Linked DNA regions of Mus musculus: regions 2, 3, 4 and 5 are each linked to region 1. Evidence: chromatin contacts called from public ChIA-PET, Hi-C, HiCAR-type and promoter capture Hi-C data. All regions are on one chromosome and are shown on one strand. Each heading gives the region's core, a stretch centred on a gene start, on an enhancer-like site or on the middle of the called end of the contact. The rest is flanking DNA. Distances are from core to core; before and after follow the strand shown. Region 1 holds the start of Pex7 (peroxisomal biogenesis factor 7). Region 2 has its middle 3.5 kb from the start of Gm48249. Region 3 has its middle 22 kb from the start of Ifngr1. Region 4 has its middle 9.0 kb from the start of Il22ra2. Region 5 holds the start of Map7 (microtubule-associated protein 7).

Evidence for each region. Promoter capture Hi-C pulls out the DNA fragments that hold promoters and counts their contacts. Hi-C and Micro-C count contacts between places; a contact is called where the count stands out from the background. ChIA-PET counts read pairs in DNA pulled down with a chosen protein or histone mark. HiCAR-type assays count read pairs that join an accessible place to other places.
Region 2: a Hi-C map of the N1E-115 cell line shows a contact between it and region 1, with 4 times the contacts expected there. The contact joins the enhancer-like site here to the promoter of Pex7 in region 1. A contact is called at or near these places in 6 of 39 promoter capture datasets (the C10 cell line, the HPC-7 cell line, hematopoietic stem and progenitor cells and 3 more), 9 of 484 Hi-C or Micro-C datasets (the C10 cell line, CD4 T cells, the N1E-115 cell line and 4 more), 1 of 115 datasets of contacts at active chromatin or transcription factors (memory CD8 T cells) and 1 of 9 other capture datasets (embryonic stem cells).
Region 3: a contact with region 1 is called in a promoter capture Hi-C map of neutrophils, with 2.6 times the contacts expected there. The contact joins the enhancer-like site here to the promoter of Pex7 in region 1. A contact is called at or near these places in 5 of 39 promoter capture datasets (HPC-7-derived erythroid cells, embryonic stem cells, neutrophils and 2 more), 1 of 484 Hi-C or Micro-C datasets (liver) and 2 of 9 other capture datasets (adipose tissue and liver).
Region 4: a contact with region 1 is called in an RNA polymerase II ChIA-PET map of effector CD8 T cells, with 22 read pairs. The contact joins the enhancer-like site here to the promoter of Pex7 in region 1. A contact is called at or near these places in 7 of 39 promoter capture datasets (the 3T3-L1 cell line, 3T3-L1-derived adipocytes, the C10 cell line and 4 more), 19 of 484 Hi-C or Micro-C datasets (the 63-12 cell line, the AML12 cell line, B cells and 13 more), 1 of 115 datasets of contacts at active chromatin or transcription factors (effector CD8 T cells) and 3 of 9 other capture datasets (adipose tissue, liver and pancreatic islet).
Region 5: a HiCAR-type map of astrocytes shows a contact between it and region 1, with 2.3 times the contacts expected there. The contact joins the promoter of Map7 here to the promoter of Pex7 in region 1. A contact is called at or near these places in 2 of 39 promoter capture datasets (3T3-L1-derived adipocytes and the HPC-7 cell line), 1 of 115 datasets of contacts at active chromatin or transcription factors (astrocytes) and 2 of 9 other capture datasets (adipose tissue and pancreatic islet).

The regions. Positions count from the first base shown.
Region 1 is chr10:19,905,612-19,910,219 of GRCm38.p6, reverse strand. Pex7 (peroxisomal biogenesis factor 7) reads left to right here and starts at 2,546. Exons shown (of 10, transcript NM_008822.2): 1 at 2,546-2,761; 2 at 4,318-4,375. The coding sequence starts at 2,647.
Region 2 is chr10:20,287,818-20,292,425 of GRCm38.p6, reverse strand. No RefSeq gene overlaps it. Among named protein-coding and RNA genes, the nearest start is that of Gm48249, 3.5 kb to the right of the region's middle. Within about 2 kb of position 1,820, at least 66 of the 459 cell types and tissues checked have an H3K27ac peak or open chromatin away from gene starts, as enhancers often do. A contact at or near this core is called in the HPC-7 cell line, the N1E-115 cell line, hematopoietic stem and progenitor cells and 2 more, where this site is marked.
Region 3 is chr10:19,567,626-19,572,233 of GRCm38.p6, reverse strand. No RefSeq gene overlaps it. Among named protein-coding and RNA genes, the nearest start is that of Ifngr1, 22 kb to the left of the region's middle. Within about 2 kb of position 1,818, at least 109 of the 459 cell types and tissues checked have an H3K27ac peak or open chromatin away from gene starts, as enhancers often do. A contact at or near this core is called in adipose tissue and neutrophils, where this site is marked.
Region 4 is chr10:19,610,715-19,615,322 of GRCm38.p6, reverse strand. No RefSeq gene overlaps it. Among named protein-coding and RNA genes, the nearest start is that of Il22ra2, 9.0 kb to the left of the region's middle. Within about 2 kb of position 1,967, at least 127 of the 459 cell types and tissues checked have an H3K27ac peak or open chromatin away from gene starts, as enhancers often do. A contact at or near this core is called in the 63-12 cell line, B cells, the HPC-7 cell line and 6 more, where this site is marked.
Region 5 is chr10:20,168,671-20,173,278 of GRCm38.p6, reverse strand. It overlaps Map7 (microtubule-associated protein 7), which reads right to left and starts at 2,257. Exons shown (of 18, transcript NM_001358787.1): 1 at 1,958-2,257. The coding sequence starts at 2,090. It overlaps Gm51795 (a long non-coding RNA gene), which reads left to right. Exons shown (of 2, transcript XR_003948992.1): 2 at 514-2,034.

The sequences.
Region 1 (4,608 bases), core at 1,297-3,796:
TTTTCTAAGTTCCTGACAAAGCTGAACACTTTACTCTAAATGTGCTTTTATTCTTTGTACTGTAGTTAGCGTATGAGAATCACTCAGAGTAGCGTGTGTGTGTGTGTGTGTGTGTGTGTGTGTGTGTGTGTGCTTTATGTGCATTTGTGTGCAGGTAGCCATCTTGGTGTACACACTGAGGCCAGAGAAGACTATCAGATGTCCCTTCTCTATCACTCTCCACCTTATTCCCCTGCTACCCAGAGCTAGACTGGTGACCAGTTAAATACCAGTGATCCTCCTGTCTTCCACCCTTGTAAAGTTTCACAGGGCTATAGCTAGTTGAATGGTAGAATATTTGCATAGGTTATCTGCTGTTATTGGAATAATTTCCATATTTTGTCCAGTCTGCATTTAGTACTGCTATGGACAGAGATACCAGGCCCCTAAACAGATACTTACATAGCCATAAGAACTCTGTTGTGTCATTGCCTGATGCAAATCTAATTTCTAAGCATTTAAATCTACATCTGAAAATAGTGTGCAAATCTTCCAAGCTTGAAAAATACTTCTTGTTTGTTTGTTGTTTTGTTTTTGGAGACAGGGTTTCTCTCTGTAGCCCTGGTTGTCCCCAGGACAGCCACTCTGTAGACTAGGCTGGCTTCAAACTCAGAGATCTACCTGCCTCTGTCTCCGAAATTCTGGGTTTAAAGGCATTCATTTACCATGCCTGGCTTGAGCAGTATTTTTTTAAGAGACATTTATTTTATGTGATGTGAACATATGTGAGTACACTGTCCCTGTGTTCAGACACACCAGAAGAGTGCATCAGTCCTCATTACAGATGGTTGTGAGCCACCATGTGGTTGCTGGGAATTGAACTCAGGGCCTCTGGAAGAACAGTCATTGCTCTTACCCACTGAGCCATCTCTCCAGCCCCAAGTAATAAATGAGTCTACAGTCCCCATCTTGTGGATCTCTCTCCCTTCCATAGCTTCTCCACTGCCAGCTTTCCATGTGGCTGTTTGCCCCAAATCTGCCTTTATCTGTCTTCTCTCATTCCATTCTCTTGCTAAATAAAAATAATTTCCGTGGTTTAAATATTATCTACATGCAAGTAAGAAGGCTTGGCTGGACTCCATTGTGCTGTATTCAAGTACTGCACACAGTACACAGTCAACATGCAGAACTGGAGTTTATTAATGCTCCATTGTCCTTATTTCAATAAACAATTCCTGTGTCTAGATAAGTACTATACTAAGAGTTGGAAACCATTTAAGCTTTTTGTCTTCATTTGACCCTTAAGCGTACCCTCTCCACACCTTTCCATAATTCTCAACAAAACACTATTACCCAACTATAGCATCTTCTGCTTGAGTTGTTGCTAAAGTCTCTAACTGTACTCCATTGCCAATCTCTAGCCTCCAGTTACTGTTGCTTGGGAATGATAACTCACTAAATGATCCATATCTGAAAACTTGCACAGATCTCTATTATTTAAGCTGCAGCACAGTTCCTTGGGCATGGGGTACAATACAAGAGTTCATGTTGGAGCATTTGATTTTCTCTCACCAGGTGGAATCTACCCAAAGTGCTCTTTCTCTATCAGGCTAGACTGAGTCCTGGCAGCTACCATCCCTTGCGGTTTTAGGTTTCCTGGGTTCTTCACCCTTCTCCTGATCCCACAATGGCTTCCAACTTTTTAGTTAGAGAAAGTCATTTGTATGAATTCACCCTAGATTATCTCCTTTCTAAAATGTTCCCTGACACCCTACCCTAAAAACATCTGTGTATATTCATCACAGCATCAATAGCATTTTGATTACACTTGACAGCTTTCAAGTCTTGTAATCTCTTGAGCTCAACCACGTATCCCAGTGGGTCTTTTGAATGCAAAAGTCTAGCACCAAGCTTGGTACATGACTTGGTCTGTGCAGGTTGACTGGTTTAATGATTAACAAGTCTCTTTCACTCTTCAGTGTTTGGTTTGGCAAACTGCACATTCATCTACCACATTGCATATGCTTGGCAAACATTTGAATGAAGAAATTAATGAGCCCAAGTCTTCCTTAATTACTGGAATATATCTGCATAGTGCAACTAACTACATAAAACCTATAGACCGCAAATTGCACATGATAATAGTCCTATCCTTTAACTTCATTGTTGTCTGGATTCAAATTACCTTGGGCAACCTAGTACTCCATTCGTTGCCCTTGGACTCACTAACTGCTTTCCGAGTTTGTTGTGGCTTTTATTTCGTAACCATCAGGAAAATGTCAGAATAGCAAAGTTTTAAAGTTCAAGCAATTAATAAAAACACAAGGTTTTTATTTAAAAAAAAAACATGGAGGTTGCAATTAAACGTGAACAACTGTCTGAAGTGACTCCTAGCGAGTATCTTCTCTTTTAGGTCTAGAATAATCTCTGAAAGACCAGTTGATTTTAGTTAGAGCAAATCATTGGATTTTTGCCCAAAAGAAAAATGGTCCTCGCGGCGTCAGTTCCCTTTTCTATGTAGCCCAATCAAAATCTAGGATTCCGGGCGTCGGCGTCGTCACTTCCGCCCGGCCTTCCTGGACTTTCAGTGAGCCGCAGTGGGGCACTTCTACCTCGAGACTGTTTCCGCGCTCGGGCCGGGAGGCCGAGTGACGGCGGGCGAGCGGAATGAGCGCGGCGCGGACGCTGCGGGTGCCCGGCCGCCACGGCTATGCGGCCGAGTTCTCTCCGTACCTGCCGGGCCGCCTGGCCTGTGCCGCGGCGCAGCACTACGGCATCGCGGGTGAGCGCGGGCCGCGCCTCCGGGGCGGGCGTAGGACGCGCCGCTGAGCGCGCGGTGCCGCCGCCACCGCCAGGGGGCGACAGAGCTCGGCCCTCCCTCCTAGGTCCCCCTTTCTGCGGAGTTGGCATTGGAGCCCAGGGGAAGTCTACAGCTAGTCCTTTCCCTTCTGTAAGAAGGATGCACTTGTCAGTACTTGCAAGGTGGAGTCAACAGAGCCACCAGTTCAAAGCCATCCTCAACAGAGACTTAGGGAGACGCTGGCCCTTTCTTGAAAAAGAAAAAAAAAAAAACTAGAAAATTCTGTGCTCGCTTTTAGTTGTTCTAGGGGAAGTGGATAAATGTGCAGAGATGTCTAAGTGCTCAAGCCATTTATTTTAACTTATACCCCATCTGCTGTTTATGCACAGGAGCAGTGTATGGCAAACCATTGCATAATGTCAGTGATCTGTAATACTTGTTTACTGCAGGAAAAAAATACGATTTCTGAAAAGTAGTGGTAAATAAACTTGTTTCCGTATAGTTTGTCCATTAGTGCTTAGTGCTTTCACGGTTGGGTTCACAGTTCTTGGCCATCAAACTTTAGACTTTTATAAAGGTTTCTTACAAGAAATTGGTATAATTAGGAATTGTTTTCTAGAGATTTTTTGTGTGTGTGTCTGAGTTTTTTGCTTGTATGTATGTCTGTGAACCATGCCTGGTGCCAGCTAAGGTCAGAAGAGAAGATTCAAAGAGGGTGTTGGATCCATTACTGATGGTTGTCAGCTGCCAAGTGGGTACTGGGATTAGAAGCTGGCTCTGCACATGGAAGGGGTCGGGTCTCTGACCTGACAGTTGACTTTTTTTTTTCTTCTTCATCAGTTACGTTTAAGTGGAAGATCTTTAACACTTTACCCACCTCACTGATCACAAAAACTCAAAGCGAAATTCTGTGAAGACTCTAGTTTGAACAGTTGAATGTGCATGTGAGCATAGTAATTAGTCATCTTACCTTGTAAAGTTCAAGTGCAGATTCCCTTTGAACAGATGTTAATGGAGTGTGAGATGGGGGAGAGAAAGAGACATTAGTCTTTCAGCAAAAATTATTGATTGTTGGCACATAACTGAAGTTAATGTTGTTTTCAACACCTGACCAACGAGTATATGGTATTTCCACATATACTGTCTTAAAATGCTGTGATTGGTGTGTTCTGCGTGTATCAGCAGGGGAGAACCACAGTCTTGGGGGTTTGTAAGCACAAGCCTTCCTTGTCTTCTGTTATTAGCTCCAGCTTGAAAGGTTTGCGTGCCTAGCACCAGGCCCGGTGTGAGTTGGCACTCTGATGCGTTTCCCCAGACTGGTGTTCCGATTCCAGTCTGGCCAGATGGTAAGTTGGATATTTAAGGACTGAAGCATACTATGTAACTTTTAATTGTTCTGTATATACGGTTGCAGTTATTTTATGGGAAATTTGTGGTAGTTAAAGCTGGTCCACAATGTTTAAGATTTCATCATAGATGACTCCCAGGAGGTTAAACAACATGACTTAGGGCTTTGTTTTGTTTTGTATTTCTTCTAGGCTGTGGAACTCTATTAGTATTGGATCAAAATGAATCTGGACTTCAGATTTTTAGAAGGTAAAGTGATTGACATTTCTGGTGCTGTGATAAGGCATCAAGATTAAGGCAACTTACAAAAGAAAGTAGTTACTTTAGGCTTATAATCTTAGTGGGTCAGGGTCAGAGTCTATAATGGTGGAGCAAAGTCATGGCTACAGGAACAGCTGAGAGCTCACATCTTGAGCCACAGATGGGAGGCAGAGAGATCCACTCTGGGAATGGGGCAAGTCTTTTGAAGTCCCAGAGCCTGG
Region 2 (4,608 bases), core at 571-3,070, 380 kb before region 1:
AATAAAGAAATCTTTGGGCCGGAGCAAGTAGGGACTGAGTGAGTGGAGTTGACCAGGGCAAGCAGGGCCGACTGGAACAACCAGAGGTCCTAAAAATTCAATTTCCAACAACCACATCAAGGCTCCATACAGCTACAGTGTACTCATATAAATTTTTTTTTTTCTTTAAAGAGTTCTTACATCTTGATCCACAGGCAGCAGGAGAGACTGAAACACCCTGGCCAGACTTGAGCTTTTAAGATCACCTCCACTGTGACTCGGGCCACACCTACTACAACAAAACCACACTTCTAAAGGAGAGAGAGAGAGAGAGAGAGAGAGAGAGAGAGAGAGAATTCTCAAGTTGATTTTAACTTTTGTTTGAAAATGTAGTTAACCTAGAAGAGCCTGAACAAAGAAGAATGGATGGGGTGGACTCATTCCACTTAGGTCTTCTCTCTCCCTCTCACTCTCTCTCCCTCCCTCCCTCCCTCCCTTTTCCTTCCTTCCTTCCTTCCTTCCTTCCTTCCTTCCCTTTCTTCTCCGAGACAGGGTTTCTCTGTGTAACAGTCCTGGTTGCCCTGGAACTCACTCTGTAGACCAGGCTGGTCTCAAACTCATAGGCACCCACCTGCAGCCAGCATTGAGTCTTACTATGAACTAAAGTTACATTTAAGTGTGTTAATGATTTAAGTATGGACAAATAGTTCCACAACCAGAATAGATAGCGTAGAGATTGTCCCATGCATGTAGGATCAAGAGGCTTCTAAGTTGACAGACAATTAAATGGAGAAATTAAATGAAACTGTTCTGAGCACACAGTGCTGTCTACCAGGATTGCTGTGTCCTGGTTAGTTTTTAATGTCACCTTGACACTAGCTAGTGTCATCTGAGAGGAGGGAACCTCAACCGAGATCAGGCAAACCCATAGAGCGTTTTTATCTTGAATATCATCTGCAGTCATTTGGACAGTAACCTATGTGATTTACTACAGTTATGTATTTCATTGTACACATGTCAATTTGTCATAAGTTGTTGCTTAGATCTTCCTGATGTGGTTTATATTTTAAGCTTTATGTATCCCCTTATTATGGTCACTCAAAAGGGGTTATCAGCTGGATGTGGTAACTCATGTTTATAACTTCAGAACTTGGGGGGGGGGGGTTGAGGCCAACCTAGGCTACAGTGTTAGTTCTAGACCATGTAGGAGTATATACGCAGACCCTGTCACAAACACTAACAAACAAAAGAGGGATTGAAGCAATCGAAATGATAGAGGTAGAACACTCAGTGTCCACAGGCGGCTCCGGTCTTCCCAGCATTTACAGGGAATTTTTGTTTGTTTGCTTTAACATTTACTGCAATTCCACTGACGATTCACAGAGATTCCTGGGAGGAAACCCTGAGACAAGGCCCAGGGCCTGTCAGGAAACTTGCCTTCCAACTCAGGTGGACAAGAACCAAGGGCTTTGTCTATGAGAAGGTGAACAACTGCCCATAATACAGGAAGGGAGGTCCGACCCTAATCCTGCCTTCCTCTCCCCGAGAAACTGCTGACATTTAAGCCACAGCAGCAGAAGAGGCAAAGATAATTGGACAGTGTGCACCTGCCTGTCTGCTCGTACATTACAGGCGGTGAGTTGAGTTTGAGACGAATCCTTTTGTCAGTCGTGGGAAGCTAAGGATCCCCTCTGGGTAAATTGAGGGGACCCTCTCTGAGCATTGTAGCCCAGCTAGATCAAAATTAGGGGAGCAGAAGCCCTTATACTGGGCAGCCTCAGTGAGGATCGTGTCTACCGGAAAGGGTAGCAAGCTAATTCAGGGAATGAAGATGACCAGACTCAGCCGCTGAAAACGGACTGAACTATCGTCCTAGTAGCTCACTGCCGCCACCTCCTGGAGATGTAGGGACTTAGCCGTGCTGTTCAATTAGGTTTTTTTGTTTTGTTTTCTTTTGTTTTGTTTTTTTTAAAATAAATCCCATTGCCATTCTCATAACTGGCAATTAATATTGACACAAACAATAACATTTATCATTTTAAAATATTATATCTGGTGGCTAAAATACTACATTCTTTTTTATTTCATTTTTTAAAGAAAAATAGTTAACTACCCAGGGTCCCATTCTGCTCCCTCAATGTCTGCAGTTTAATACGATTTTTTGTATAAGATAAATTACAAGGAAAAAAGAGCAATATTTCCGCTTACCAGAAACCAGTTACTATAATGTACACTGCAGGTGTTCTATTTGGTGTTGTTTTTTATTTGTTTTGATAAGTTCTTACTCTGTAGCCCAGAAGGGATGCAAACTCTAGGTACTCCTGTCTCAACCTCCTGAAGGCTGGATTACAGGTCTGTGTCACCATTCCCACAGAAAACAAAATCTGGTTGTCGGCTTTGAGTGTGTGTGTGTGTGTGTGTGTGTGCGCGCGCGTGTGCGCATGCACAAGCAATCCCGTTTCAGTGCTGTGTGCATGCTTATGTTTACACATCCACGCATGTGCATGCATATGCACATAAAGACCCAAAGCTGATGTCAGTATCTTCCTCTACTATTCTCCACTGTTTTTACCGAGGCAATGGTCCAGACTGAACCGGCCGGAGCTTGCGGTTCTAGCCAGGCAGCTTCCTCTAGGCAAGCTCGCGCTTTATCCACTGAGCATCTGCCCAACCCTGGTTTCATTTATTTGTAACAGTGTAGTTCAGACTGGCATCAAACTCACTGTGTGGGCCAAGGATAAGCTCAAACTTTTGATTTTGCAGCCTCCACCATGCCCAGCTGTGTATATATATATATATATATATATATATATATATATATATAACCCATTTATAATGATACTAAGAAATAACAAAGATCTAACAATCTAAGAAAAGGTATGAGCCTTCTATACAGGAAACTAAAGTTCTGTGAGCTGAGAGAGAAATTAAAGAACATTTCACCATGACCGAAGCAACTCGAGGAAGAAAGGGTTTATTTGGCTTATGTTTCCATAGCACTGTTCATCATCAAAGGAGGCCAGGACAGGAACTCAGACAAGGCAGGATCCTGGAGGCGGAAGCTGATGCAGAGGCTGTGGGGGGTGCTGCTCACTGGTTTGCTAGTCATGGTCCGTTCAGCCTGCTGTCTGTAGAATCCAGAACCACCAGCCTAGGGATGGAGTAGGGTAAAAGGGCCAAAGGGTGGGGGGGCACTTTGACCCTGACTTGATCCCAAGACCAGGGCCAAGAAACAAGAGCCCACCAATCCCTGAGCACAAAAACCCCATCCCTGAGCATACACACACACACACACACACACACACACACACACACACACACACACACATCTCATTGATCCCTGAACAGGAAACCCCACCAATCCCTGAGCTCAAGACTAGGAACTGAAACCCCACCAATTCTCACCCTGGAAATCTCCCCGCCTCCCCACCCACCCCATCCCCACCCCAAGAAGCCATATATAAAGCTTGAGTTCTGCTCAGTACTTGGTTGCTTCTATCCCCAGTATTGGCAGTCTTCTGGTCTTTTCCTCCCAATAAATCTCTCGTGTGAGGTTTGTTGTGTGGTATGACTGTGGCATTCCTTGGCTTCCTACTGCCAGGATACCTCTCCAAGGAGAGCTATAATACCTTTTGCTTGGTAAACCTCCTCCTGTTGGAAGAGCTGAAACGCTTCTGTAGGGGAAACCTTTCCCTTCAAAGCTACTACAGATGAAACCTTCCATAGTGGGCTGGACCCTTCCGCATTGATCACTAATTAAGAACAAGCTGAACAGCTGAATCTTACGGAGTCATTTTCTCAATGAGGCTCCCTTATCTCTGTTGACTCTAGCTCTGTCAAGTTGACACAGAACCGGCCAGTACACCTGAGCAGGTCTGTAGGGCCCTGACAAAGGAAACTGGTAATCCCGGGTACCTACCACACATGGATTCTAAAGCTGGCTCTGGCTGGGGTCTGTTGTGACACTCCAGGTTCCTAGCATTTCTGAGCTGTAGTTTCACTTAAAAATGGTAACTGACTCTCCTAAAGCCTACCTTAAAATGGTGAAAATTCGGGCTGGTGAGATGGCTCAGTGGTTAAGAGCTCCGACTGCTCTTCCTAAGGTCCCGAGTTCAAATCCCAGCAACCACATGGTGACTCACAATCATCCGTAACAAAATCTGATGCCCTCTTCTGGAGTGACTGAAGACAGCTACGGTGTACTTATGTATAACAAACAAAGAAAGAAAGATTAAAAAAAATGGTGAAAATTCACTGAGAAATGAGAAAGATAAAAAAGAAGGGCTTATGGGGTGGGTTTACATTAAATTTTCCCATTCAGTAATGAGTCCTAAACTGCTCTCTTTCCAATTTTATTGTAATTTTTCCTTTTGGCAAAGCTAAGAGCAGGTAGGAGTTAAACAGAGATTTTAAATTCCTTGTGCTTGGCAAATGTGATCCTGGAATCTGGTTGCTTAACACAGAAAGATTCTGAGTTTGGTAGCAATCTGGGCAACATAGTCAGGACCCATCTCAAAAAACAAACAAAACAAATGAAACAAAACTGAAAAAAAATGTCATCTTTATAAGTAAACTTACAGAGTTAGGGTTAAAAGAGGAAAAAAGATAGACATGACCTTTATGTAAAGT
Region 3 (4,608 bases), core at 569-3,068, 340 kb after region 1:
TCTTTGTAAGCATTAAATCCAAACCTCTGCCTGGCTTTTGTCTATGAGGTTTCGAGATTACAATTTTACTTAGTTTTGAATATGGAAGTTATTGGGAGGCTATGGGGCCAATTCAGGGGCTCCTAAGACTGAGCAGAGATGACCTGTAGTGGCTTGTGTTTTCATGCTAATTGTGTTACCCTAAAAATATGTTTGCAGTGTCCCGCACAGAGGCGCACAGAGGCTAAAGGAAGCCTGACTCCAGTTGACTCTGATTGGGAAATAAAGTTGCCAATGACCAATGGCTGGGCAGGGAGACAGAGGCAGGAGTTTTAGATTTCCAGGACAAGGAATGTAGGGAAGAAGGGAGTCACCATGAGAGGGCCTAACACAGACACCACCATGAAGGAGCAGGAGAGTGAAGCGGCCAAAATGTAGGTGCAAGGGGAAAGTGGCCCCATGGGAGGGCTGCCCAGAAGAAAGCAGGGCAGCAAAGATAAATTTATATTTAGAAAATTATTAACTCAGGAATACCGGAGGAGATTGTGTGTTAGCCATGGGGAGGTTTGGAAGTGCCCAGTCATTGAGCTAGTAAGGCATATTAAATATAAAGGTAGCATGTGCTGTGTCTTTCATTCATGAATCCAGAGCTCTTGGGTGGGTGCAGAGCCATGCGCACACCCACTGGGAGCATAGAGCAACTTTTTAATATTTACCATAACAATGACCAACGCTGTGGACTACTAAGGAAAGAAAGTTATCCCACTGTTTGTCTGTTTGCATCCACATAGTTAAAGGGTGTGTATATGGCTTTTATTTGTGTTTATGCTTCATAAGAAAGGTACCTTTCCCAAGCATATTAAACCTAGAAATGTACTCAGCATGAGGCTTTGGTCCAGGACCCATTTCTAATACTGCTGTTGAGTCTGGCCTCGGGCAGCCCTCAAAAGCCACGCTCAGCTACAGCATCACAATAAGCCAATTGAAGAAACAAAGTAAAAAACAGAGAAAACAGATCGATCCATTGTGGCCAAATTGGGAATGAGGAAAAAGAGGTCCTGTGATTCCCCAAATTCATCTTCAGGGTCCTGACATGAGGTTTGGTCCAAACAGGACAAGAGATATAAACAGCTAAGCAGTTCTGGTCTGTATCCCACCCAACATAGTTTCAACTCCAGTCTTCCCTGTAAGGTGGTCTGATAAGAAGTCAGAACTGTCTGTCAACATCTCTTTTAGGGAAACAAGTTCCTCCTCTGGCTGCCAAAAAACCCCTTCCTTCTCCTAATGAGATTTCCTAAGGACACTGACATTTCCGTTTCTTTGGGTGCACTATTTTCAACAGTTTAACAGCAAAGGGAGGGTCACACTTTAGAACAAGACAGTTGCATTTCTCATAATGTTTTGTCCTGCAGCTGCCCTGAGGCTTGGGCCATGTCTGTGTTTGTTTCTGATGTAGCAAGAGTTAAGAGTGTGTATTACAATTTGCTTAGCTGTGTGGGAAGCTCCTACAAGCAGTTTATAGTTCCTACAATGTTAAACTGTAGTTTGCACCAATGTGGATTGTCATTTAGGAGTGCTGGCTTAGACAAGCTGGCCAACTCAAAGAGGGTCCTTCCCACACTCCCAACCAGGTGTCCTGTCCTAGCTGGTTCACGATTGGCCACATGTGACTCAGACATTTCTTGTTCTCACATACTTCCGGCTCATTTTCACCAGATAAAAATTCCCTGGGCTTAGACCCCTGAGCCAAAGCTTGTCTTTTAAAGTCTCTGGTCCATCGTAGAAGCGCTTGCATTGTGGGAAGAGGAAAGTGGCCAGCTATGAAGAATAGATGAGTCACTGCTTCAAGATTGAGGAAGCAAATATTTTTGTCTGGGGACTTTCAGGAGGAGGTGGTTTCTTGACTGCAAAAACAAAGTGAAGGAGAAGGGAAAACAGACACAAGCTTCTCTGTGCTCCCTTTAGACACATTCTACCTACTCTGCATTTCCATTTCTCATGTTTCTTCTATTGTAACGATTTCCATTAAAGATGAGTATGACAGTTACCTAGAGTTGATCACTACTCAGCATACACATGAACCAAGCATCACATTGGGGCCTGGACTAGTCCGTTAATTGCTTGCTGCACAAACATGAGGAGCTGAGTTTGGATTCCCAGGTAGAAAGCCTGCGATGCTGTGGAGCCCGAGGCAAGATTCCTGAGGCTCATTGGTCAGCTCCTCTAGCTGATTTCTGAGCTCCGTGTTCAGAGAGAGGCTCTGTCCAAAAATAAGGTGAGGAAGCAACTGAGAGAAACAGCTGACATTGCCCTCTCACCTCTGCACATGTGCACACATATGATCTCTTCCTTACACACACACACACACACACACACACACACACACACACACACACACACACATGACCTCTTGCCGCCACACAATACAATAAAACATCATATCGTACCTCATAAGTATAATAAAATTCATTGTAATACTTTTGTCTCTTTGCTTCTCAACATTATAGTTTGCTTTATTTACTACGGTCTTCATTCAGCGACTGCTTCTGCCTGGAGCTAGTCTCAGGCCTCGAATTTGTGTTTTGGGGAATCCTTTCCAGTGGACACCCAGGACAGGATTGAACTGGACAAACCCATCATCCTTCCCACCTTTTCTGCTTGCTCATTTTCATTTCCCCTTCTCCACCTCCACCCACTTCGAGGAAGAGTTGTAAGAGGTGTCCTCACCTCTCACAGGAGGAAAAGCCGCTCCTCTTCTCAGCAGTGGGAACACCTAGATGAGTCAGGGCTGTATCTTAATTCTTTTTTGGGCACAGGTTCACTAAGCATTTTGCAGCCAGCCATTCGATGATCAACACTATTGTCCTGCATGAGATTCTGGGAAGCTAGCTTGTATTAAATAGTGAACTTTTATTTATTTTCTTGCTCTATTTTAATTAAGTGGCCTGCGGTGATAGAACAAATTAAGCCCTTTACTAAAAAAAAAAAAAAAAAAAAAAAAAGGTAATTAAATACTGTTGTATCTCTTCAAAAAATATCTAATTTGGCCCCCTTTTTTCTTGGAAAGAAGACTGGAATGCTTGACTTCAAGCAAATTTTAGTTAGTTATGAAATATAGAAACATGTTTTTGTCATAAGTGAACGTAATTATTCATTTTTAAAAGATGAATAATCCTGACTGACCACTCCCCATCTTCCTCACACTCCCTGTTCCCCTCTCTCCTCACGTCTAACAGAGTTTGATTTTGACTTGGCTTTGCACCTTGTGTTATAAGTGGGGTTGAACCCATGTGCTTCTTCTTCTTTTCCCCACATGCTGGCCATTGAACCCAAGGCTGTATTCCTACTACGCTTGCATTTTGCAACTTAGCTATATTCTAGCACATGCTAATGTGTATTATTTTGCAGATTCTTTTGCTAATCAATAGTCTTTAAATGTGACCTATGATATTGTTTTCAATGTATCCCCATGTAAAAAAGAGAGTTATTTAACTAAAGAAAAGCAAAACCCCAGGGAGCCAATAAGCATGCTCGTGTCACTCACAGAGAGCGATTCCTACAGTTTTTGTTTAATTTTTTTCAATCTTTAGAAATATTTTATTATTTTATATATATGAGTGCCTACCTGCATGGAAGTCTGTACACTGTGTTGTCTGGTGCCTGTGGAGGCCAGGAGATGGGGTCAGATCCCCTGAAAATGGAGCTGGAGAGAGTTATAAACAACCACACGGGTGCTGGGAGTTAAACCCCAACCCTCTGGAATTGCAGCTCTTAATTATCTGAACTACTATCCCATCTCTCCAGGCCTCCCAGTCTTTTAAGTGAATTGCTTTGGAATATTTTGTAGTTAAGATATGCCAAGTGCTTGACTTTGAGCCCTGACTTAGTGTTATGTTCTAGTAATTTCTTCTGTATAAATGGTTTTTAAAAAAATATCACTTGAAAATGTTATATATTGTGATTTTACACGTGAATCATGTGCTTGCTTTTGATGCGTTTAAAATGTTTCTCATTCTTTACAAAAAAAAAACACACACACACACACACAGTTCATGACATTGTGCTACCGATTTTCCTATATTCCTAATTAATTACTGGGTGACCATTTGAGTTCACAATGACTTGTCAAATATATGAACATTACAAACAAGCAAGCCAGTGCTGGGAGCCTCCTGGTTTGGAGCGGGTTGAACTGAGACACAGAGTTGGACTCCAGTGTAGCTTTTTTTTTTTTTTTTTTTTTTTTTTTTTGGTTTTTCGAGACAGGGTTTCTCTGTATAGCCCTGGCTGTCCTGGAGCTCACTTTGTAGACCAGGCTGGCCTCAAACTTAGAAATCCGCCTGCCTCTGCCTCCCGAGTGCTGGGATTAAAGGCGTGCGCCACCACGCCCGGTTCCAGTGTAGCTTTTAAGACTGATGATCTCTGGATGTTCTAGCTCTCTAACTATACTGAATCCTGATGATAGCTTCTAAAAGCTTTCTTGCTCATTCTTAGGGTTAAAAGCTGCTGGCTTAGTGATTGACACCTCTAGCCTAACAGCAGGAGATTAAGTTCTGTAGCCTTTGTTCCATCTCTGCAGGAACTGCTGCAGCTCCAACTTTCAGCCTGCTAGTTGAGGTCACAGGAAGA
Region 4 (4,608 bases), core at 718-3,217, 290 kb after region 1:
AAATTGTCTTAACAGTGGCTTCCTGTCTGCTCACCCCAAACACCAGTCCTCCCTAGCAGCTGCCTTTGTTATCCGAGTCACTTACCTTCATTGGATAGGGAATGCTCTACTTTAGTCCAACTATGTGAACTCTTCCCTGTTGGTTCACGCGTTTGACTATTTGGTCCCTGTCAGGTCTAAAGAAAACTCCCCCAAGTTCTGTCAGGTAGAGAAAAAGTCAGCTTTCCTCAGCAACTCCTGAAGCTGGTTCCCCTCCATCAAAGGGGCCATTTATCTCTGGCAGAAGGGGCAAAAGGCAAACTGTGCTGCCTATTAGCATATGGAGGCACATGGTGGCCTCCACGCTCTCCCACTGTCACAAGTACCTGTTGTAGAGTCTATGCTGGCATTCTGGCTCTTCTCAGTTCTTCTGGTTTACCCTGAATCCCAACCTTCTCCCAGCCCTGCACACTGCCAATCTCTCCTTATAATGCTGTTCAATCCTCTTCTCTCTCTTTCTCTTTCTCTTTCTCTCTCTCTCTCTCTCTCTCTCTCTCTCTCTCTCTCTCTCTCTCTCTCTCTCCCTCCCTCCCTCCCTCCCTCCCTCCGTCCCTCCCTCCCTCCCTCCCTCCCTGCTGTGGAGACACCTCTGGCTGTGTTCTCCCTCATGTCTACAATAAAAGCCTGCCCCTTAACCATACCTTGGCTCCATCATACTGAAAGTCCCTGCAGTTCCTGATGGTGTCACTTTGTTTGGGAAGTTGTATAATGTAGGAAGGTGGGGGTTGCTGGAGGAAGTGGGTCACTGGAGGTGGAACTTGAGGTTTTAAATTGCCCCTGACCCTTCTATTAACCTTCCTGCTTCCCAACTATCACTCAGTGTTTGCAGCTCTTCCCACTAAGCTTTCCGTGACGGGGATGTAACCTCTCAACCTGTAGGCCAAGCAAACACTCTCTCCCAAATCCGCTTCTGTCCAGGTACCCTGGTGGTTTGGGGCCAAGGTGTGATACTCAGAGATCATGCCACAGAATAGGCTGAAGGCAAGACATCTGCTGGGAGACAGAGGAGATTGAAAGGGTGTCTCAGAGTGGGGGCATGAACCAGCTAGTCAGACAGACAGACAGACAGACAGACAGACAGACAGACAGTCAGACAGTCAGTCAGATAGGCAGACAGACAGACAGGGAGACAGGCAGGGAGACAGGCAGACAGACAGACAGGAAGATAGGCAGACAGACAGACAGGGAGACAGGCAGGGAGACAGGCAGACAGACAGAAAGTCAGACAGTCAGTCAGACAGGCAGACAGACAGACAGACAGACAGACAGACAGACAGGGAGACAGACAGACAGGAAGATAGGCAGACAGACAGACAGGAAGATAGGCAGGCAGACAGACAGACAGGCAGACAGACAGGGAGACAGACAGGTAGACAGGGAGACAGACAGGGAGACAGACAGACAGACAGACAGACAGACAGACAAATAGGCAGACAGACAGATAGAAAACAGACAGGGAGATGGAGACAGAAACAGATACAGACAGAATGAATAAGCAAGATGCCCACAGAGATCTGGGGTGGCCAGCACACTTTAAAAGGTTCTCCTATTGCATGGTGGAAAGGCACAGCCCCTGACAGTGGTGAGTTACTTAAGTGGCTGTGGCTGAGTTGCCCAAAGTCAGGCTGGCAGAGCGCCTAATCTACAACACAAGTAATTCATGCTTGTCACTAAGTCGGTACTGAGAGTGGTGTTGTTATGAGGGTGTTGGTATGACTGTTATGGTCTTTAGAGCGTCTGTGAGAGGATTATGGAAGAGTTTGAGAATCCAGGCTGAAAACTCCCTTAGAAACTTGTAAACAGCTCAACAGCTGTGGTGGGAGTTTGGAAGACTAGGAGGAGAGACTGGAGGCTGTTGGGGGCTGGCTCATGAGGTTACAATGTGGCATAGAATCTGGCTTCCTCTTGCCCGTTTCCTGAGACCTTGAGACAGGCTGTTTTAAAGTAACAGACTCTGCTCAGTGAAGGAAATTTCAAGGCAAGATAGCAGCCGCTGTTTTGCCACTTTTATGCTGAGTTACCGTGAAAAGGAGCAAGGAGGGAGAGAGATGAAGTGCAGACTGAGTAGACAGGCGTATGGTTACAAGGCAAGGCTGGGTGAAGCAATGGCTTGGCTGTGCTCTGTACTGGAACCCCAGGGGAGCTGCCCTGAGGTAAGAGGACAGCACCCAGCAAAGGCTCTAACCTGTGAAAGCGCAAATACTCACTGGGGAAGCCAGTCAGAAACCATGAAAAGGCTTAGATGACTTGATGTGATAGTATTTCTGTTTAAACATGAAGCCATTCATAAACCTCAATATGAGAGAATATTCCATTTGTCAACACAAAACATAGAACAGCATGCTAAAAATAAACGTAGTAAGAAATACCCTGTGCTTAGGATGTCTAAAGCGAATAAGGGACATAAAAGACTTGTATTGAAGAGCATTTAACTATGGAAAATTAGTCATTATTAGTAAGCATTATAGTGATAGAATGCTGATTCAAATCCCCAAAGAACTTCAAATGGGGGAAGGGGTGGAATCTGGCAAAGAAAAAAAAGTCTGTAAGTCTATAGTTGACCTTAGAAAACAAACAAACAAACAAACAAACAAAGCCCCCCAAAACAGCTAGGGGCTAGAGAGATGGTTCAGTGGTTAAGAGCATTGACTGCTCTTCAGAGGTCCTAAGTTCAATTCCCAGCAGCCGCATGGTGGCTCACAATCATCTGTAATGGGATCTGATGCCCTTTTCTGGTATGTCTGAAAGATAGCCACAATGTACTTGTATACATAGATAATTAAAAAAAAAAACAAAACACAACAAAACAAAAAACAATTATTACAAAAAATCAGTAGAAAGATGCCTAGACTAGTGAAGCGCACTCCTCAGTAGCTGAGGGCTTTCCCACAGATGAACAGAGCCTGGGGCTCAGATCTAACGTCTTAAGCCACTGATGAGTTAGTCTATTGAGTAAACAACACTGGAACTGGAGCGTAGGGGCGACATTGGACGGCATGGGTGTGAACAGTCTATTTTTACTCTGGCCCATCCTGCTATTTTTCTGTTTCCTGGATGTCATGACGTGATTTTGGCATGTCCATTGGTCCTGATGTTTCTGTTTTACCACACACCTAAAAGCAACGGTGACTGCTGACCATGGTGTGAAACTTCCAAAGCCGTGAGCCCAAATACATCTCTTCTCCCATCAGTTGTTTCTCTCAGGCGTCTGTCACAATGCTGAGAGCTCTAATATACACTAGAAGAAAGCTTTAAAGATTAAAACTGTGATACACACACAGAACTGACTAATGAATGAACAGCCATTGTTCAGAGGGATGGCAATCCAACATGATAAATGTTCATGCCTTAGTAAACAGTATCAGAGTAGTTAGTCAGGAGTAAAATGCACTCAGTTGTGATTGCAAAAGGACATGTTCTGAATACTGGAAATAGCTCCTTGGTACAAGATTGCGTCTAGGGTTCCTGCAATCCACTAAGGTCCACTCAAGTCTCTTGTATAGAAGCATCTAATATTTGCACGGAGCCTGCACACTCTCCTGCCCTACCTTAAATCCTCTAGTCAAGGTGCACTCATAATTTGCCTTGGCTCATTTACTAAGTAAAAAACTGAATTAAAAATGTGGCTCATTAATTCATTGGAGCAGGTGAACATTTTAATATTAATGTTTGTTTTTAATGTTTTTGCATGGTATAATCATTCATGTACATGGATTTGCATGTGTGTGTGGGTACGAACACTGGTGCAATCCAGGGCTTAACTTCTGGTGTCTTCCTCAACCGTTCTCTGCTTACCTTAGTCTTCCCTGGACTTGATGCTCAGTTTTCAGCTCAGCGGTTCGGCTTGAGCTAGGAAGCCTCCTTTCTCGGGCTTCTTGGTTTGGGGTTGTAGGCAAGTGCAGCCACATGCAGCTTTTTGTGTGTGCTGAGGATCTAAACTCAGGTCCTCATGCGTGTGCTGCAGCGCACCTACGCAGCAATCTCCAGCCCAGATCTTACATTTCTACTATCTCAGTGATTTCAAGGCCTCCTGTAAAACAGAAACTGTTCCTTCTGGCTAAGCACTCTCTTTTTTTTCTTTTTAATGCATGTATGTATGAATATGAATGTATATATGTATGTTTCATGTATTTATGTAGGGTTTTTGCTTCTGTATCTGGCATATTTCAGATAGCATAATGACCTCAGTCTCTAAACTGATTGCCACAAATGAACAGGTTTCATATTTTCTGTGGTTGAATTATATTGGATTGAGTATATGCACCACATTTTCTTTATTCATTCACGAGTCAGTGGACAGATACTGTTCACTGCTTTGATTAATTACAATGAACATGGATGTGCAGATGTCCCTTTGTCATAGTGTATCTTACTTTTTTTTTGGTCGTGCAAACTTTATATGCCTCAGTACAGGGGAACGCCATGGCCAAGAAGTGGGAGTGGGTGGGTGGGGGAGGGTATGGGGGACTTTTGGGATAGCATTGGAAATGTAAATGAAATAAATACCTAATTAAAAAAAGCACTCTCTTTCTGTACAACACTCTTCTCAAGGCTTTCTCCCTCCGTCTG
Region 5 (4,608 bases), core at 1,008-3,507, 260 kb before region 1:
TTTCTCCATTGTTCTAGCTTTATTTCAAGTGCTCTGTAGCTGCACGTGGCTAATGGCTATCACACTGGACAGTGCGGAAATGAAACACGGCTGTGATTTTCTACTAGGCAGAGCTGGACTAGAAAATGGACATTCCTGCTACTCAGATGCTTGAAGAGAAACCGAAAACCACAGCCACAGTGCTTTTATTCATTAAGCATAATCAGAGATATCCAGAATTATTCATCAGCTCATTTTGTTTCCTAGGTCATAAATTAGAGACATATATGGATGTAAAGAAACCCTGGTCATCCTTAATAGAATGGAATCCTCCCCATGTATCCCAACCATCAAGCACACGTACACACACACACACACACACGCGCACACGCGCGCACACACACACACAAACACACACACACAGACATAAAAAGGGATAAACAGCAGGGGATCAGAACTCCTTGGTTTAAGATTCTTGGTGGATACCCAAACATCTTTAGAACTGACTTTCCCCTCTCTCCTTTTCTTTTAAAGGAACTACCCAAGGACAGGTTTTATTTGGAAGGAAAATTAAAAACAAAGAAGCCAGGAAGAAAAAGTCATGAAAAGTAAGAAAAAATGGGTAGCTATCCAAAATGATAATTGCAGGACACTCCAGGGAAGACTCACCGAGCCAGGATGTTTTGACAAATACACCATGGGAATGCTTCAACAAATTGGCATTAACTTTAAAAAAAGTTCCCAATTCTGCAGAGAATAAATGACTGGCTGCTGACCACCTTGGAGGGGTCTCACTGAGAGCAGCCTGCTCGGACTCAGCTGTCAACCCATGAGCAACTGAAGAAATATCCCCCCTCTACAGCAACACTGAGTTTCTGAGGTCACTGGGCATTCCGACAGAAACCCCGACAACAAACAGAAATCATCTGCAGTGATAATACTCTTTTCAAGAATGGAAGAAAAACTTACTTTTGGGTTTAAAGTACACAGTTTCCATTATATTTAGCAAAAGCAACATGGTTCATTTTGGAGCTAGGAACAAAGCGTCAGTGGCTAGAGCCACACTATGGAAAATTTGATAATGTCGGTGATAGAAAATTTGCCAGTGACAGAATATAAGACCCAAACAGCTCATAAAAATAAACAGATAGGTACCTCTTCTGCTAGAGAGAACAGCTTGCAGGAAGACGCCTACAGGATGCTGGAAAATTTAAGTGCAATCCTAAAAGCCCTTCTTCAAAGATGCATGAGAGTGGCTATGAGACAACACCTCGGAAGGACATCCATGGGATTGAAGCCTGAGCAGCTGCTGCCATGTCATCAGCACAAGGGGACACTCAAGGCTCAGACCTCTGTGTTCTGTAGCCAGCATGTCTGAAGTGGCACAGAGTACTCAGCAGCAGCAGTCAGAAGCGAGACCTCATGCTGCTCCCTCTCCCTGGCTGCCCAAGTTTGCCTGCCTGCCTTCCTTCTCCCTCAGCATCTGAGTAGAAGGAACCTGGAAGCATGCTCATCTTCTGCCCGTGGGGAGGGAGCTCTGGAAAAAAAATCACTTTACCTAATCCGTCCTTTTTACAGAGAAGCTCATTTCACTGAAGTAAACAGAAATGATCCGACGTGGCTACAGGAAAGTGAGGGTACTGTTCCTTTAAACCCCTTGAAGCCAAATTTATTCCCCCACGAGGTCAGAGTCACTGGCCCCTGTTTAAATGAAGGAGTGAATATTAAAGACCTTTATACTAGGAAAATAGTTTGGGTCTTAAAAAGTAAGCTGACCTGAAATAGACCAAACCTACAAAATTTATTTCCACTCCATCAGACTCCATACCCCGAGGGTGTGCGAGCGTGACCAGCAAGCTGTGTTAGGTCACGAATACTCGAGAAGCAGGCATTGCGCGTGCAGTTCGGAACCCGTGCGATAATCAATGTAAGAACAGTGCTGGATCCGGCTCCAGTGAGGGGTAGGGCTGATGCATACCTTTGGGTCTTCTGGCATTTCCACTCTTCTGCAGCTCATCTTCCTCATTAATGGTGAATAGAGCAAGGGGAATTGTCCTTGCAGGAGTCTTCTTCAGTCTCTCTTGTCGGATCGCTGTAGCTGACCCAGGCATAACGCTGCTACTTGTTCGGCAATTATATTAAATATATATGCTTATGTAATTGCAGCTCCCAGAAGCTGCTAGCTCCTAAGCTGCCTGTTCATTTGAGCACTTGTAATAGATCCCCTATGGGTAAACAGTGAGAACAGCTGACAGATACTACCAGCTACTTGGCAACTGAGGTCCTGCTGCTGCCCCTCACCTAGCAGCAGCCCCCTCCCACTTATTCCCCCCAATAGGCACAGGCGCTGGTGAGTAAACACTCTCGCACATGCACACACGCGCACGCGCGCACACACCCATTTCAGAAGGCCTCTATTAAAGGCACGCAGGTTCCGATGCCTCCCTTGGACTGCCTAGCCTTGGTCAATCAGAGCCAGCTTTCCCAGTCTTCTTTTTGCTACCGCACAGCAAAACATTCAGCATGCAGCGGAGGGCAAAAGATGACATGATGCCTGCTGTGAACAGTTGCCCTGACAACCCTGACATAGCCTAATGAAGGAGGCTGGGAGCAGTTCCAGCTGCCCTGGGATGCAGTCCTCAGAACCCACCAGCAGAGGCTTAGCTGCACAGGGCAGCTCCCTCCTCCTCTGGGTGGCAGAGCTGAGCGGCGGAATGGTGGAGCAGGAGAAACGGGTTCGTCTGCAGGAGCAGCAGCTAATTCTTCAGGACAGGAGAGGGGTTTCCTTCTCCCCCTCCCTCGTGGTCTATTACAGTAAGTAAAGATAAGGCAGGCATCCCGCCGCCGCTGCCTCACTCTCCTGACACAAACACCCATGTTTGTATAGGCTGAGCCTTGGTGGCATCTGTCCTGATGTATGGGGCTTCGAATTCATTTTCAATGTGTTCTCAACTCATGTATAAACTCTCTCAAGATACACTGTTCGCTTCGTTCATGAGGCCCACCAGCACAATACCGAAACCCTCCAAGGAGACCAGAAATTGGAGACTGCCTCTTTCAACTAAAAACACTTTCTCTGAAAGTCAGGCTGAAAGGACAGAGACAAAGCCAAAGAGGGGAGTCCCAGCTGCCTGCCACTGCATGACAGCTCTCCTTATCCCAATGCCCGGGCGTCTGCCAAACAGGTCTCGGCTAGTCACCCAGTTTCGGTTCTTTAGGACTATTCTCTCAGAAGCATGCAGCCGCCGTATGATTTTTGTTTCGTTCTGAAGTAAGTTTGCTCATTTTAAGACTTTCCATTTTTATGTTGCTTCAAATTTGTACAGTAATTTTTTTTTAATCAATAGTTTTTATAGCAACAAATAACAATTCAAAAATGCTAATTGCTAAATGAAGGAAAAAAAAGTTATTTTCTTTTGGCCTTTAATCCAAATTAAATCTAATGTCAAAGGCAATCCTTCCCCCTAAACGACTCTCCTACACACTGTCAAAGATTCTAACTCCGCATATGTGTGGGACCTGGGGTCCCATGCCAAGGTGCCCCCTGAGAAATCACACCATGTAACAGGCCTTTGGGGGAAGGGAGGGGAGTAAGGATCTGGAGAAGGGGTGGAGGCAGACAGACTAGAGGAAAGTCATGAGGGCAGAGAAGTGGGGGACAGAGGATGACAGGAAGAGATGCCAGCAGACTGGCTGGGAAATCAAAAAGTCCTTTTTATAAAAGTCACCTGGTGAGCCACCTGCACTTGGGAGCAGGTGATGAAGTGAGTCATTGCTAGGTCCCTGAAGGAGTCTAGTGGCATCGCCTGTAAGCTAACATGTCTTTTGTATGAAACAAACTTCGGCTAGTGTACTTTACTCTTCTTAGTGGCCCAGTTTTCTCTGGACAGCTGGGTGATGACTATTTTATCAGGTTGAGGGTAAGGGTTAAACAAATACAGTGCTCATAAGAGGTGGCTGATAAATAAAAGGTTACCACATCTACAGCACACCCACTGTAACCAGCACAGTGTTTTGCATTTATCTTCAAGGTGTTTTCTTCTCTACTATAAACCCTCTTGAGACACACCGTTTTCATTCATTTGCACCTCCCTGCCCAGTGCTGGGTATAATGGCTAGCAAACCCCACGGAAATGGACAAATTCTCAAAAACCCTTCCCTCCAAAGGCTTGTGATTTAACTAAGTGAGTGCACATTTAGATCCAGACTGGTGGCTTGAAAGAAGGCCAGGAGAATTGTGTTAGCCTATGTGCTACTGGGTTAGGCAAACACAGACTGTGGTTCCCTTACTTCCAGGGTGAGTTCACAAGGCCTCACAGCAAAGCAAAGGCTTTGGAGTTTAATTCATCCACATTGACAACAGATTTCCCCAAGAAGCTTCATGTGCCGGGGCTTAGGGAAGAGCAGTGAAGCGACAGGACACGGGACCCAAGTCATTATCCACCATGCCCAGCTGGTGACTCGGTTTCTTTTGTGTCCATGTCAGTAGGCAATCCCCCAACGACAGAGTGGATTCTTCACTCTCTAGCCTGAGAGACCATGAAATATGGTTTATATCTGTGTGAAAATCACCTAAGTGAAGGCGTTTGCTTTAACACGATAAGCTATTTTTGACAACCTTTACTGGAA